2 separate regions of the Mus musculus genome follow, and region 1 is linked to region 2. Evidence: chromatin contacts called from public HiChIP or PLAC-seq data. All regions are on one chromosome and are shown on one strand. The core of a region is the stretch at or near the end of the contact, and the rest is flanking DNA. Distances in the headings are between cores, read along the strand shown. Region 1 holds the start of Ccnf (cyclin F). Region 2 holds the start of Prss21 (protease, serine 21).

Region 1 (6,399 bases), core at 2,223-4,722, 380 kb before region 2:
AGATTGGATTTGAAGATAGGAACCATTTATTTATTGCCTGAGAAACCAATCTCATAGAAGACAGACAGTACCTGACAGTGAAAGGATTGGAACGGACAGTCTGAACAGATGGACTGAGGAAACCAGCAGGCAGGGCTGGTCTAACGCCTGACAAAATAGACTTCAAATCAAAACTAGTGGAAAAAAAAATAATCAAGGTCCCTTCCTACTGATTAGGGGCCGTCAAAACAAAACAAAACAAAACAAAACAAAACAAAACAAAACAAAACAAAACAAAACCTCTACACTTCTAAACAAATGCTCCAAACACAGGTGTACCCAATGTTATAAAATAAATGCTACTAAATATAAAGTCACAGCTTAACCCCAGAATGACAGTAGTGGATAAATTCTAGACTCTTCTCATCCCAATTTGAAGATCATCTTGATAGAAAAATAGAGAGAATAAAAAGAACTTGACAGACATCTATAGAACATTCAAGCCCTGCAGAGGGTCTTCTCAGCAGCCCATGCAACCTTTCTGCCATACACGATGGTTTCTTGATCTTTTCTTCAGGTGTCTGTTGTGCATAATTCCACATTATTCCTAGATCCTTCATAATGGAGACTTCCCTGGGCTCTGCCGCATCTCACGCTCCCTTCAGCCTCTTCTGAGTCTGCGAGGTCTCCCAGGATCCCCTACTACCTAACTTTTGCACACTTTGCCTTCTGTAGCCTGTGATCCTGGAGTCTTCCTCATCCCCAGGCTGTCAACTAACATTTCATTAAGTAATCTTTGAAGGGCTCTAGCAGGCTCGAATGTGGCAAACATGGCACCCACAGGTTTTGCCCTTTCCCCTCCCCTCTCCCTTGCTAAACTGTTAGATCACATTCCTAAAGCTACCCCACCCCCACCCCCAAGGTCCATTCGATTATTTGGCCACTTTGCTCTGCCTGTCTCATTCCTGAGACTGATCACCAAAGTCCAACTATCAAAACACAAGGACCAGCAATCAAAATTCATTACTTTGACTAACCTAGTTAAAATGCCCAATCAGAACTTACCAACATGTCCTACCTCATTCTAACACAGACCTCCACCTTTTTGCCTCTTAAAATTAATACTTGCAAACTTATTTGCTACAGTGTCTGCCCATTCAGATTCAGCCACCTTGTCTCTTTGCCTTGCTTAATAGATCTCTTTACATTTGGTTTGTGCTTGGAAATTGCTGCTTGGATGTGGTCTGTGCCTCCCTGAAATACATGGGCTCCTCAGCTCCCAAGAGCTGACTTTCCTGAGATTTCTCATCCCATGAAGCCCAATGGGGATGGATATACCTCATACTCTGGTGGAGTAGCTCTTAGCCATAGGGGTTCAACAGTGGTAGGACCAGGAGGCAGGACATGATCAGATCTACAGCCAAGAGAACACCTGGTTCCTAAAACATAAAAATATTTTGGCCAAGTGAAGTTGTCTTAGTTAGGGTTTTACTGCTATGAACAGATGCCATAACCAGCACAACTCTTATAGGGACATTTAATTGGGGCTGGCTTACAGATTCAGAGGTTCAGTCCATTATCATCAAGACGGGAACATGGTAGCATCCAGGCAGGCATGGTGCAGGAGGAGCTGAGAGTTCTACATCTTCATCTGTATCAGTATTCTGCTAGCACTGGCTTCCAGGAAGCTAGGATGGGGGTCTTAAAGCCCATACCACAGTGACACACCGACTACAACAGGAACACACTTTCTAATAGTGCCACTCCCTGGGCCAAACATATTCAAACGTGACAGAAGTGGTACCTAACTATAAGCCAACAGTCAGGAAGCTGGAGCAGGACAGACCTCACGTTATAGGTCAGCCTGGGCTTCGTGGGGTTTTCTAGTTTGCTTTCTGTTCTAACAAACAACAGGACCAAAAACAATTTATTTGTCTTACACTTCTAGGTCACAACCCATCATTGAAGGAAGTCAGAGCCGGAGCTCAACCAAGGCAGGACCATGGACCAGTGCTGTCTGGCTGATGCTCAGCTAGCTTTCTTATATAGCCTAGACACACCTACCTAGGGATGGCACCACCAGAGGTGGTGAGAGGCTGAACCCTCTCAGTCATCAATCATACCAATCCCTCACAGACATGGCCACAGACCAGTCTGATATGGGCAATCACATAACTGAGTCTCCCTCAGATGACTCTAAGCAGTGTCAGGTTGTTAGCTGAAGGGCATTGGGAGACCCTTTATCAAAACCAACAAAACCCGCCTCCAATAAATAATAGAAACTGAAATTGAGTAGGATACAAAACAAGGTAGAGCAAAAAAAAAAAAAAAGACAACTGATCAACTGATGACTTTGTAACTCTGATTAACCAGGGGACCAGATAGATTGTTATGTATTCTGAAATGTGATGGACAGCGGGTTTGCTCATTGTTAGATTTAGTTTTTTTAATACCTTCCAGAGGCTACCAAAAGCAAATTCTGAAAACAGCACTTCTGTCCCAAGTAACAAAGTACAAAAGGAGGAAGATAAAAAAGTAACAAAGTAGCTGGGTGGTGGTGCCACATGCCTTTAATCACAGCACTCGGGAGGCAGAGGCAGGCGGATTTCTGAGTTCAAGGCCAGCCTGGTCTACAGAGTGAGTTGCAGGTCAGCCAGGGCTACACAGAGAAACCCTGTCTCGAAGAAAAGAAAAAGTAACAAATTGGAAAACAGTATAGTCTTCCGGAAAAGAGACAGTGTGAGGGTTCCCCATGGAGATCAGCAGCAATGGGGAGCAAATCCCAAGTCTTGCTCTAGGGTTCTCTAATATTCTGTGCTGTGAACAGCCATTCCCTATTAACTGTCTCAGACCCACTAGAGGTCTTGCTATCCAGCTTCCAGCACAGGTCAGATACAGTGAGCATGCTGGCTTCGGGGAGGGGATGAAGGCTGACCCAAGCTGTGGGGATAAGCCTGGGCCTATTCCTCGCTCTCCACCCTCAAGAGACCACTTGTCTTTTCTCGACAGATCATCTCATGAGAATACGGAACATGTACTCGAGTGAACACATCGCTCAGCAGACTGTGACTGTGGCTGTGGCTGCCCGGCATCGGAGCCCAGCTTCTGCAATTTCCACATCAGTGTTGGAGTTGGCGCCTCCAAATGCAGTCTCCTCGGCCGGAAGCTCGCGTGGGAGGGACAGGTAGTAAGCCACGACCAACTCCGGACGGTAGGACAAGTCTTGGAGGGAGAAGACCAGCCCTCTCTGCCTCCGGGCGGGCTTTTTAGGATAGCCCGCCGGCGCCAGCTGAACTCCTCCGTCCCCCGCCCAGCGGAGAAGGCGGGTCAACCACGAGCGATAAGCCAATAGACAGCCAGCGTTTGAATTCGCGTCCTGGTGTAGCCAATCACAAATGCCCAGAGCCTGCGGGGCAGGAGAGGCTAGTGATCTGGGGGGCGTAACTCTGTGGTCCTACCAGTAGGAGCTCCCGGCGCGTTTGAAAACGGGGCGGGGGTGGGGCCCGCGCCTGCGTGAGGCGCTCCGTGCACTTGCCCCAGGCGCGGGCGCGCTTGAGAGCGGTCTAAAGCGGCAGTGGAGGGAGCTCGGCGATGGGGAGCGGCGGTGGTGAGTGCTGGCGGGAGCCGGGTAGGCGATAGGTCATACGGAACGGAGGCCGGAGGAGCATGGACTCGGGCCCCTGTGACCCGGGAGTGCGCGTCGCATCCCCCAAAGCACGGGGTAGGCACGTATCCCCGACTGCGAGCCCGCCCGCGCGGTTTAAATGCCCGCCCGGCGCCTATGCCTCTCCTGTTACCCCAGGGCTATTTAGGTTCTCTACTTAGCAAACTACGATTTTACTTATCTGTGAAGTCGTGGGCAATCCACACGATATAGAGCGATCTCAGGCCCTGTCCGGACTCTTGTGGGCGGCTTGATCACCTGAGGGTTGGCTGAGGCCACAGGATCTGCCCCGTGAAAACGTCTCACGACCTGGGGGTGCGATTTCACTTGTTAGAGTGGTTAAACACTTCCAGACATGCTCTAGAGCACACGAGTCAAGAAACTGTTATGATAATATTCTTAGAATGTTTGGGAATTATAGCTCTCTGGGTATACATTTGGCCTTTGCTGTAAATTTGGTTTCCAATAAGACTCAGGTGAAGAGTTTGGGAGTGGACAGTCTCTTAGAGACCTCCTGATGGAAAGCCCGAGGTCAGCCACTTTTGCCTCAGTGTGAGGAGGAAAAATAGGTAGAAAGATAGGCGCATTTATAAGTAGGAAGGCAGGACCTTGGGGGGGGGGGGTAATGTGGGGGCCCTTTGTGAAATAGGGAAAAAAGCCATAGGCGTTGAATGAAGAATGAATTGCTGAAGTAAATATTGGAACAACCCACTGTGGAGGAGAAGAGCTCATCTGAAGAGCATGTCTGGGTCCAGTTGCTGTGTGCCTGAGTTCTCAACATGTGGGCGCGACTCCATTGGGGGGGTCACACGACCTTTTCACAGGAGTTGCAGATCAGACATCCTGCATATCAGATATTTACATTAAGATTCATAACCGTAGCAAAATTACAGTTATGAAGTAGCAATGAAGGTATTTTATGGTTGGGGGTCACTGCAGCATGAGGAACTGAGTGTATTAAAGGGTCCACGGTGCTAGGAAGGGGTGATTTTGCACTGTAAGCTGAGTGTGGAAGACCCCTCTGTTTGGGGACTGGGGAGCTCTCACCATCTGCCAAGCTGAGAGCTGCTCTGGGATGGATCTGGCCTCCATGTTCTACAGAACGGCCTGCTAATTTGAGTTCCCAGTCTATGCTATGCAAGTCCCTTGGTCAACCATATGCTGATAGTCACATGTTCAAATATAAACAATGTAAGCTGGCCATAGTGACTAATACTTAGAATGCAGTACTTGGCAGGTAGAGGTAGGGGAATCAGGAGTTCAAGGGTAACCTCAGCTAATGTTAGTGAATTTGAGGCCAGCCTGGGCTATAGCAAAAGTCCAAGGGATCTTACTGACTGGTTGTGAGCTAGCCTTCACTGCTGAGCAGTTTCTTGGCCCCAAAAGTACCTTCTTGAGTACAGTTCAAGGAAAACTGAATGTTCATCAGTGTCGACTGCTTTCTCCAGCTCTGGTTGTCATGTAGATCTTGGATTAGAAAATTTCCAACATTCAAGTTACATGTTACCTGATATTCTCCCTGAATATTTATTGGCTATAAAAGGAATGGTGGTATCTTTTTTGTTGTTTTGTTTTTTGAGACAGGGTTTTCCTGTATAGCCCTGGCTGTCCTGGAACTCACTCTGTAGACCAGGCTGGCCTCGAACTCAGAAATTCACCTGCCTCTGCCTCCCGAGTGCTGGGGAATGGTGGTATCTTAAGTAATTCATATGGTACACTTTATTTAATTTTAAAACTAGTCTCTTGTGTGAATAGAGGACAGTAACGATTAAATCATCTTTAGATGCAACTTTTTATCTCACCAAGGCTTGTGAATTTTTTTTCCCTTTAAGTGATCCATTGTAGGTGTGCCAAGTGTTTCTGTTATCCTACTAAACGAAGAATCAAAAGAAGACCCAGAAACTTAACCATCTTGAGTCTCCCAGAAGATGTACTCTTTCATATCCTGAAATGGCTTTCTGTTGGGGACATCCTTGCTGTCCGAGCTGTAAGTTACCATATGGAAACAATACTAATCCTAGTGTTGTTGGTCATACTGTAAAGCTCTTGTGTACATTTATGTGTGTGTGTGTGTTTTTAAAATTTCATATGCATTTGTGTTTTGTCTGCATGTATAATTGTGTGAAGGTATTAGATCCCCTGGAACTGGAGTTACACACAATTGTGAGCTGCCACGTGAGTGCTGAGAATTGAACCTAGGTCCTCTGGAAGAGCTCTTGATGCTGAGTCATCTCTCCAGCCCCAGATTGCATGTTTTTAAATGTCAGCATTCAACTTTGATGCAAAAGAATTGCGTGGTTTAATCGTTTTTTTTTTTTTTAATTTTTATTTTTTGAGTGTTTTGCCTGCATATCTTGTATACATCATGTGCATGCAGTACCTGCAAAGGCCAGAAGAGGGTGTTTGATCCCTGGGGTCTTGAGTTTCAGAAGATTATCAGCTGTTTTATGGGATGCTGGGAATTGAACCCTGGTCTTCTAGATGAACAGCCAGTGGTTTTAATTGCTGTGCTATCTCTCCAGCACCAAGAGTGGTTTTTTATCAATTGATTGATTTATTGATTGAAACAGAATCTCAAGTTAGTAACTGATCTTGAACTCCTGATCCTCCTTTTACCTCTGGAGTATTGGGACTGCCATCAGTGACCATCTTACCCGGCTCTTCCTTACCTAGCGACAGTGCCTTACTTAGCTCAGCATGGTCCAGAAGTGCTTTTTTAGTCCAGAATGACTGAACTCCTGATCCTCCTGCCTCAG
Region 2 (6,491 bases), core at 1,171-3,670:
CTTTCTTAAACCTACACTCTTGGGCTAGGGAGCTAGCTCTAAAGGACCCAAGTTCAATTTCCAGCACCCGTATGGCAGTTCACTAATGCCTATAACTCCAGCTCTAGGGGAATCTGAGACACGCACCTGCAGGCAAAACACTCATATATATAAAAAAAAATAAAATAAAATGAAGTTTTTTTTTTTTTAAATTATGCCGTTGCCTTGATGCACCAGGGTCCCCAAGCCTGCAAGCCAAGCACGTGACCTGCAGGGAAGGAGCCGAATCTATTACTACGACGCTGGTTAGGGGGCATTGCAGAGATGGACCAGGTCAGAGAGAACTGAGCAGGGTCACTCCAGGATGTAAGAGCTAGGGCACCTAGAGGGAAACCGTTCTCAGTGCTCCTTGGGGTGGGGGTGGGGGCTTTGTGCAAGGGTTCCTGCTGAGCTGCAGGCAGGCACGTGATTAGACCTCCAAAGGGATTTCAGGGGTGCACCAAGAAGGAGTGTGCACAGTCGGAATTTTGGGTGGGTGGAGCAGGCAGAGTGAGTGTGTTTCCTGTCTCTCACTGATGATTGATTGGTGCCTGCCAAAGTGGGTAGATCATAAAAGCTGTGTTGTAGAAGCCATCCTACAGGCCCTATGAGGTCCCCACCCCTTCAGGCCTCCCTGGCACCTCTGAGTTCCTGTCTGGGAGGAAAGGACTAGCTCCTGTCCTTCTTGCAAGCAGAAGTAAGGAAAATAAACAAGAAAACGTTGAGTGAGCGAGAGGGGGCTCCGTGGGGCCTCAGAGCCCAGGGAGGGAGGGCTAATGTGAAAGGTTAGGGTAGTGCCCCTCTCCCCAACCCGTCTGTACCCAGCCTCACTCTCATCTTCTCCAATAGCCCCCCAGCCGGTCACCCAGCAGTCAGTTCGGTTCTCAAACTTGTACGTGGAGTTCAGGAGGCAGATGGGCTGGATGAAGTTATTGTAGGTGACTGGAGATGACAGCTTCAGCAGGGCTATGTCATTGGGATACTGCTCCGAGTACTTGGGGCTCAGGAAAATATCTTCTATTTGGTAACGGTTGGAATAGGCCTGTAGGTTCCAGAGAGATGGCCTGGATGTCAGCTCACCAAACTGGACTGTCCAGTCAAAAGGATCGTTATCCCTGACAGAGAAGGAGAGAGCAGTTCAAGCCACCTGAGCTCAGCTGGGCCTCTCTCTGAGGCGACGACTACCTCACGTTCATCCTTAGCATAACTGCCCAGTCCTTATGGGCCAAAAAGCCTCCTATAGGGGCCACAGAACCCAGAGAGGCTGGGCAAGAGAGCCCTTGCTCCCGGGCACTGAGTGAAGAAGCAGAAGAGTGGCTACCCCAGTGGTCCTGTGTCTGTTGGAGTAGTCCTAAAGACAGAAGGTGAGTCAGCCTAGGGGAGCCCCCAAAGGAGCTGTAGTCCCCAAAGGAGCTGAGCAAGTGTGGGGACTAGTGTAGGGATATTTGGGAAGGACTTGAAGGAAAAAAAGAGCAGTCAAAGCACTCAAAGGGAATGAGAATGTCCTGAAAGAACATTCTAGAAGAACTGGAAGAGGATTCCCTTTCAGGGGCAGTAATGTAAATCTTACAGATCTAACCCATTTCAGCTACTCCTGAGGCTGCACTAAAAAGCTTACCCAGGTGTCAAACTCAGGGCCAAGGTTACTAACCTTCCCACCCCTCAGCTGCCCAGGCTTGACTCCAGACTCACTTTTGGAAGCAGTGGGCAGCTGTAAGCACCCAGCGGCGGTTGAGCAAGGTTGCGCCACATAAGTGGTTGCCCCATACACGCAGGCTCCCTTGCCACGGCCAGCGGCCAAGCTCAGCATCATCGCCACCCACTATACGGGAAGGGATGGTCCTGTGACCGCAGGGCCCTGTGAGGAGGATCAGACCGGAGCAGAGATTTTTTTTTCCCCTCCCACCCACCACCACTGACACTTTTTAAGCCACGGGCAAGGAAAGGGAGGGACTTCCTGAGGGTCTGCTGGGACACCCTCCATATGATCGGTGTGCACCTGCCCCCAACACCCCCACCCCGGGGCAGGGGTGTGCGTTATTATCAAACACAGTTGAGTTCTCGATCCTGGGGCAAAGGAGAGGAATACTTGAGGTGCACCCCCGACGCAGGCCCACCACGCAGGAAAACACGTTCTGAGCACCTTACCTGACAATAGGTCGGGTTCCTGCAGTTCTGGGTGGAAGGGAGAGAAGAATAAGCGACACTTCGCCCTCACTTCCCCATCTGCCTGTCACTGCCCCCAGTCTCACAACAGTACCCCCAGAGCAGCTCACCGGGTTTCTCAGGATCCACCTGCAAATAGGTTGACTGTAAGGCCATCGCCGCAGTCGCCACAACCACCAGCAGTGGCACCAACGTCTTGCCCCGCGCGCCCATGGCCACCTCTCCTGCCACCTGGCACCCCCTCTTACTTCCTGCTACGCCAGGCCCGCGCCCACTCTGAAGAAGACGCCAATCCCTAGGCCCAAGGATTGTCTGGGGACCGTGGTGTCCTAACACTGTCTTCCAGGGCATCCATTATAGCTGTTGGTATGGCACAGCAACCTTAGTGAACGGGAGCAGTCCTTGTGTATTCTGAGCTCAGTGGGTGGCGGTTGCCTCCCCTGTTGCCTTCTGCCCCCTGCCCACGACTTCCTTCAGGATCAAGCTTAGCCAGAGATCCCCTCAGTTAGGTCCATGAGTAATACTTCTGAGGCCTGTCCCTGTTGGGATCAGCCAAGAACTTGCTCCTTCACAGGACTATATTGGCAAAACCGAGGCACCTGTGCTTTCTCCCTTAGCAGGCCAGCCCTGAGCCCTGCCGCCTTCGGCTACTGCTGCTTCTCTTTAATAGCCTTCCTCCTTGTCGCGTCTTTTTAAATATAGTTTCTTTTCTTTTTTCTTGTTCTCTATCTTTGTTGGTTTTGTCGTTGTTTGTTTTTCTTTTCGAGTCAGTGATTTATTTTGCATCCCACACTGGACACAAGTCTATGATTCGACTAGGTTTACAGACATGTGCCTCCTAGAATTTCTTCACACACACACACACACACACACACACACACACACACACACACACACACACACGTAAAGACTATCAAAAGATTTTAAGACTATCAAAAGATTATGAAGAGATATTATTATTTTGTTTTTCCATACAGGGTTTCTCTGCATAGCCCTGACTATCCAAAAACTCACTCTGTAGACCAGGCTGGCCTGGAACTCACAGAGATCTGCCTGCATCCTGGCTGGAATGAAAGGCGTGCGCTACCACCACCCAGCAGAGAGAAAGTTTTTAATTAAACATTTATTTTTCTCCTTTTTTGTGGGGCTTGTTTGGTTTTAGGGTTTTGTTTTGTTTTGCTTTTGTTTGTTTGTTTGTTTGTTTTATGGGGTGTTTGGTTGGTTGGTTTTGAGGCAGAGTCTTACTACAATAGCTCTGTCTGTCCTGGAACTCTCTATGTAGAACATGTTGGTCTTGAAGTCACATTGATCTTCCTGCCTCTGCCTCATGAGTGCTGAGACTAAAGCCATATGTCACCATGTTCAGTTTATTTTCTCTGAAAAAAAAAATTGCTTGTGAGTGTGTGTGTGTGTGTGTGTGCACGGGCTTCCACACGTGCATGCGCAACCATTTACATGTCCATATCGGAGAGGCAAAACCAGGGATTTAAGGCATACGGTGCCATGCCTGGCTAGCATGGGCTTAGTACATGCAGACATGGTGCAGCAATCAGACTAGGTTAAATGGTTAGATCCATACCATTCACCGTTTCTTTGTGCTGGAAATTTTCTCTCTACTATTCTGAAACAATGGTTGTTGCCCATAGTTCACCCCTCATGTTTTGGTACTTTAGAAATTACTCTTTCTACCCTGGGCCCCATCACTCAGCCCTCTCTCCACCACCCTCCTCTGCGGCACCCCTGACTCTGGCTACCTCTCTCTGGTTCTACACTTTGAGATTAACTTTTATGGTATTTGATTTTTGTTTCGGGTTTGTTTGATTGTGATGAGATGAACCTCGGGGCCTTGTACACGCTAGGCAGGGCCTTTCCCAATAAGCAACATGCCTGGCTCTTGGTATTTATCCTGTGTCTGATTTAATTCACTTATGCAATGTCCTATAATCTCATCCATCATGTTGCTGCAAAGGACAGGATCTTGGTCTATTTGTGGCTGAATAATATTCAATTATGTGTTTGTACCACAGTCTTTATCCTGCGTCCATTGACAGATGTCCCTGCTGAGCCAGTGTTCTGGCTGCTGTTCTGGCTGCTGTTCTGGCTGCTGTTCTGGCTGCTGTTCTGGCTGCTGTTTCAGTGAACAGGTTCAGACTGAAGGTCTGGGTTAAATATTTTTCATCTTTCAATTAATTTCTTTACTAATGTACAAATGTAGGCTGTGTCAATATTTTCATCCTGTGTGCACCATTGTGCTTCATGCATGTTCTCCCACAGTCTTTGCCCCTTCCCACTTTCCCACTGGTCCCCTTCCAAGTAACAAAATCTTACTGGAGGTCTAGAGAAAGAAGGCTCAGCAGTGAGGGGCACTTGCTGCTCTTGCCTAGGACCTCAGTTTGGCTCCCAACCCTCACAGGGCAGCTCACAAACATAGGTAAGTCCAGTTCTAGGAGATTTGACCTCTGATATATGTGGTATACACACACACACATTCATGCACACATATACACACATGCATACACATACACACACGTGCACACACATACACACACATGCACACATATACACACATACATACACACATAAATACATATACATACATACACACACATACATGCATATACACATATACACATACATAAATGCATATTACACACTCATAAATACACATATACACACATACATAAATACATATACACATACATATATACATACATACTGGCAAAAAACTCTTACACATACATTTTTTATTAAAAAATAGTATTTAAATTTAGATTCCACATGAATGAAAACATGTGGTGTTCATCTTGTGGTTACCACTTCTCCTTTTTAAAAACTTTTTATCAATTCTTTGTGAATTTCACATCATGCACTCCAATCCCACACATCTCCCATCTGCTTGTATCTGTCCTCCACTCTTGCAACCTCCTCTCAAAAGAAAATAAAAACAAAATTAAAATAAAAACAGTCAACAACAAAATCTTGCCCTGGAAGCTGTAGTGTATCCTGACCCGCGGGGACCTAGTTATTCGTGGGATCGAGGGGGACCAACCCTGAAAAAGAAACAGGTGAGAAAAGGGAGTGAGACCAAGCAAATAGTTGTCAAGGTGTGTTTAATGGAGGCTGGGAGCCTGATTATAAGCACACAGTGAGAGAAAATAGGGAGGGGCTGAGGGGGAACAATCAAAGCACAGAGAGAGGGATGGACATCTGGGGCGGATGCTGAGTGCAGGCTTCAAACATCTTGCAGCTTATCTTGGAATGCCAGCTCTATCTTAACAGTCCCAGGCGCCAAGTGGAGACATGAAGGAGGGGGTGACACTGCTCCCATCAAAGGGTCAGCCGGATCTTCAGGGTGAGAGTTGTTGAGGGTCTGGTTTCCCACAGTCTGGTCTCTCACAGTCGTGTGTCATAGCGTGTCCCAGTTTATCCTTCTATCCATACATCTTTACACACATGTTCATTGCAGTGAGTCACTGGTCTGATTCGTGGCCTCTGGCTTCTGTTTCATGAGTATGGACCACTGCCACTTGACAAAGTTCCAGCAGCTCTACATTGAGGACCACAGTTCAGGTAAAAGGGGAGAGCTAACCTGCTAAATGTTGCCCTCTGACCTTCACCGTGAGCTGTGGCACATGTATATCCCCAGCACACCATGGGTACACATATGTAATAATAAGTAAATTAATCAATTAGTAACTTTGTTATCTCGAGATCAAGAAAAGTGTATGAGAGGGAGACAGCGCTGGGTTGTCCATCCCAGAGTCCCAGTGCCCAGTGACCACTGGAGGAGGTCTATACTAGTCAGCTTCTTGTAATCAGATCACCCAACGAAACCTGAGGGAGGCTTTATGCCAGCTCACATTTTGAGGGATGGCAGGGAAGGTAGGGAGAGCCCAATACTTCAAATCCTTGCGTTCAGAAAGCAGAAAAGGTGGGGAGGGGAGGGAACAGAGGATACAACCTCAAGGACCGTGCACCAGTAAGATAATTCCTCCTGCTAGACCTCACCTATGGTCTCAGTTAGTTTTCTATTACTGTGCTAAGACACCATGACTCAAGCAATCTAAAGGAAAAAGAGTTCATTTAGGGCTTACAGTTTCAGAGGATTAGAGTCCATGACCTAGGGCAGCAGGCAGGGAGGGCATGGTGGTTGAGTTGCAGCTGAGAGTTCACATCTTGAGACGCAAGCACAAGGCAAGGAGAACTAACCAGGCCTATGGTGGGTTTTGAAACCTCAAAGTCGAACTGCAGTGACACACCTCCTCCAAGAAAGCCACACCTCCTAATCCTTCCCAAACAATTCTACT

What was found. HiChIP or PLAC-seq counts read pairs in DNA pulled down with a chosen protein or histone mark.
Region 1: an H3K4me3 HiChIP or PLAC-seq map of embryonic stem cells shows a contact between it and region 2, with 3 times the contacts expected there. The contact joins the promoter of Ccnf here to the promoter of Prss21 in region 2. A contact is called at or near these places in 1 of 39 promoter capture datasets (the HPC-7 cell line), 3 of 115 datasets of contacts at active chromatin or transcription factors (embryonic stem cells and pancreatic cancer cells) and 1 of 9 other capture datasets (adipose tissue).

Annotation. Positions count from the first base shown.
Region 1 is chr17:24,248,482-24,254,880 of GRCm38.p6, reverse strand. It overlaps Ccnf (cyclin F), which reads left to right and starts at 3,472. Exons shown (of 17, transcript NM_007634.4): 1 at 3,472-3,586; 2 at 5,476-5,630. The coding sequence starts at 3,571.
Region 2 is chr17:23,864,001-23,870,491 of GRCm38.p6, reverse strand. Prss21 (protease, serine 21) reads right to left here and starts at 2,420. Exons shown (of 6, transcript NM_020487.4): 1 at 2,295-2,420; 2 at 2,167-2,193; 3 at 1,711-1,876; 4 at 850-1,133. The coding sequence starts at 2,397.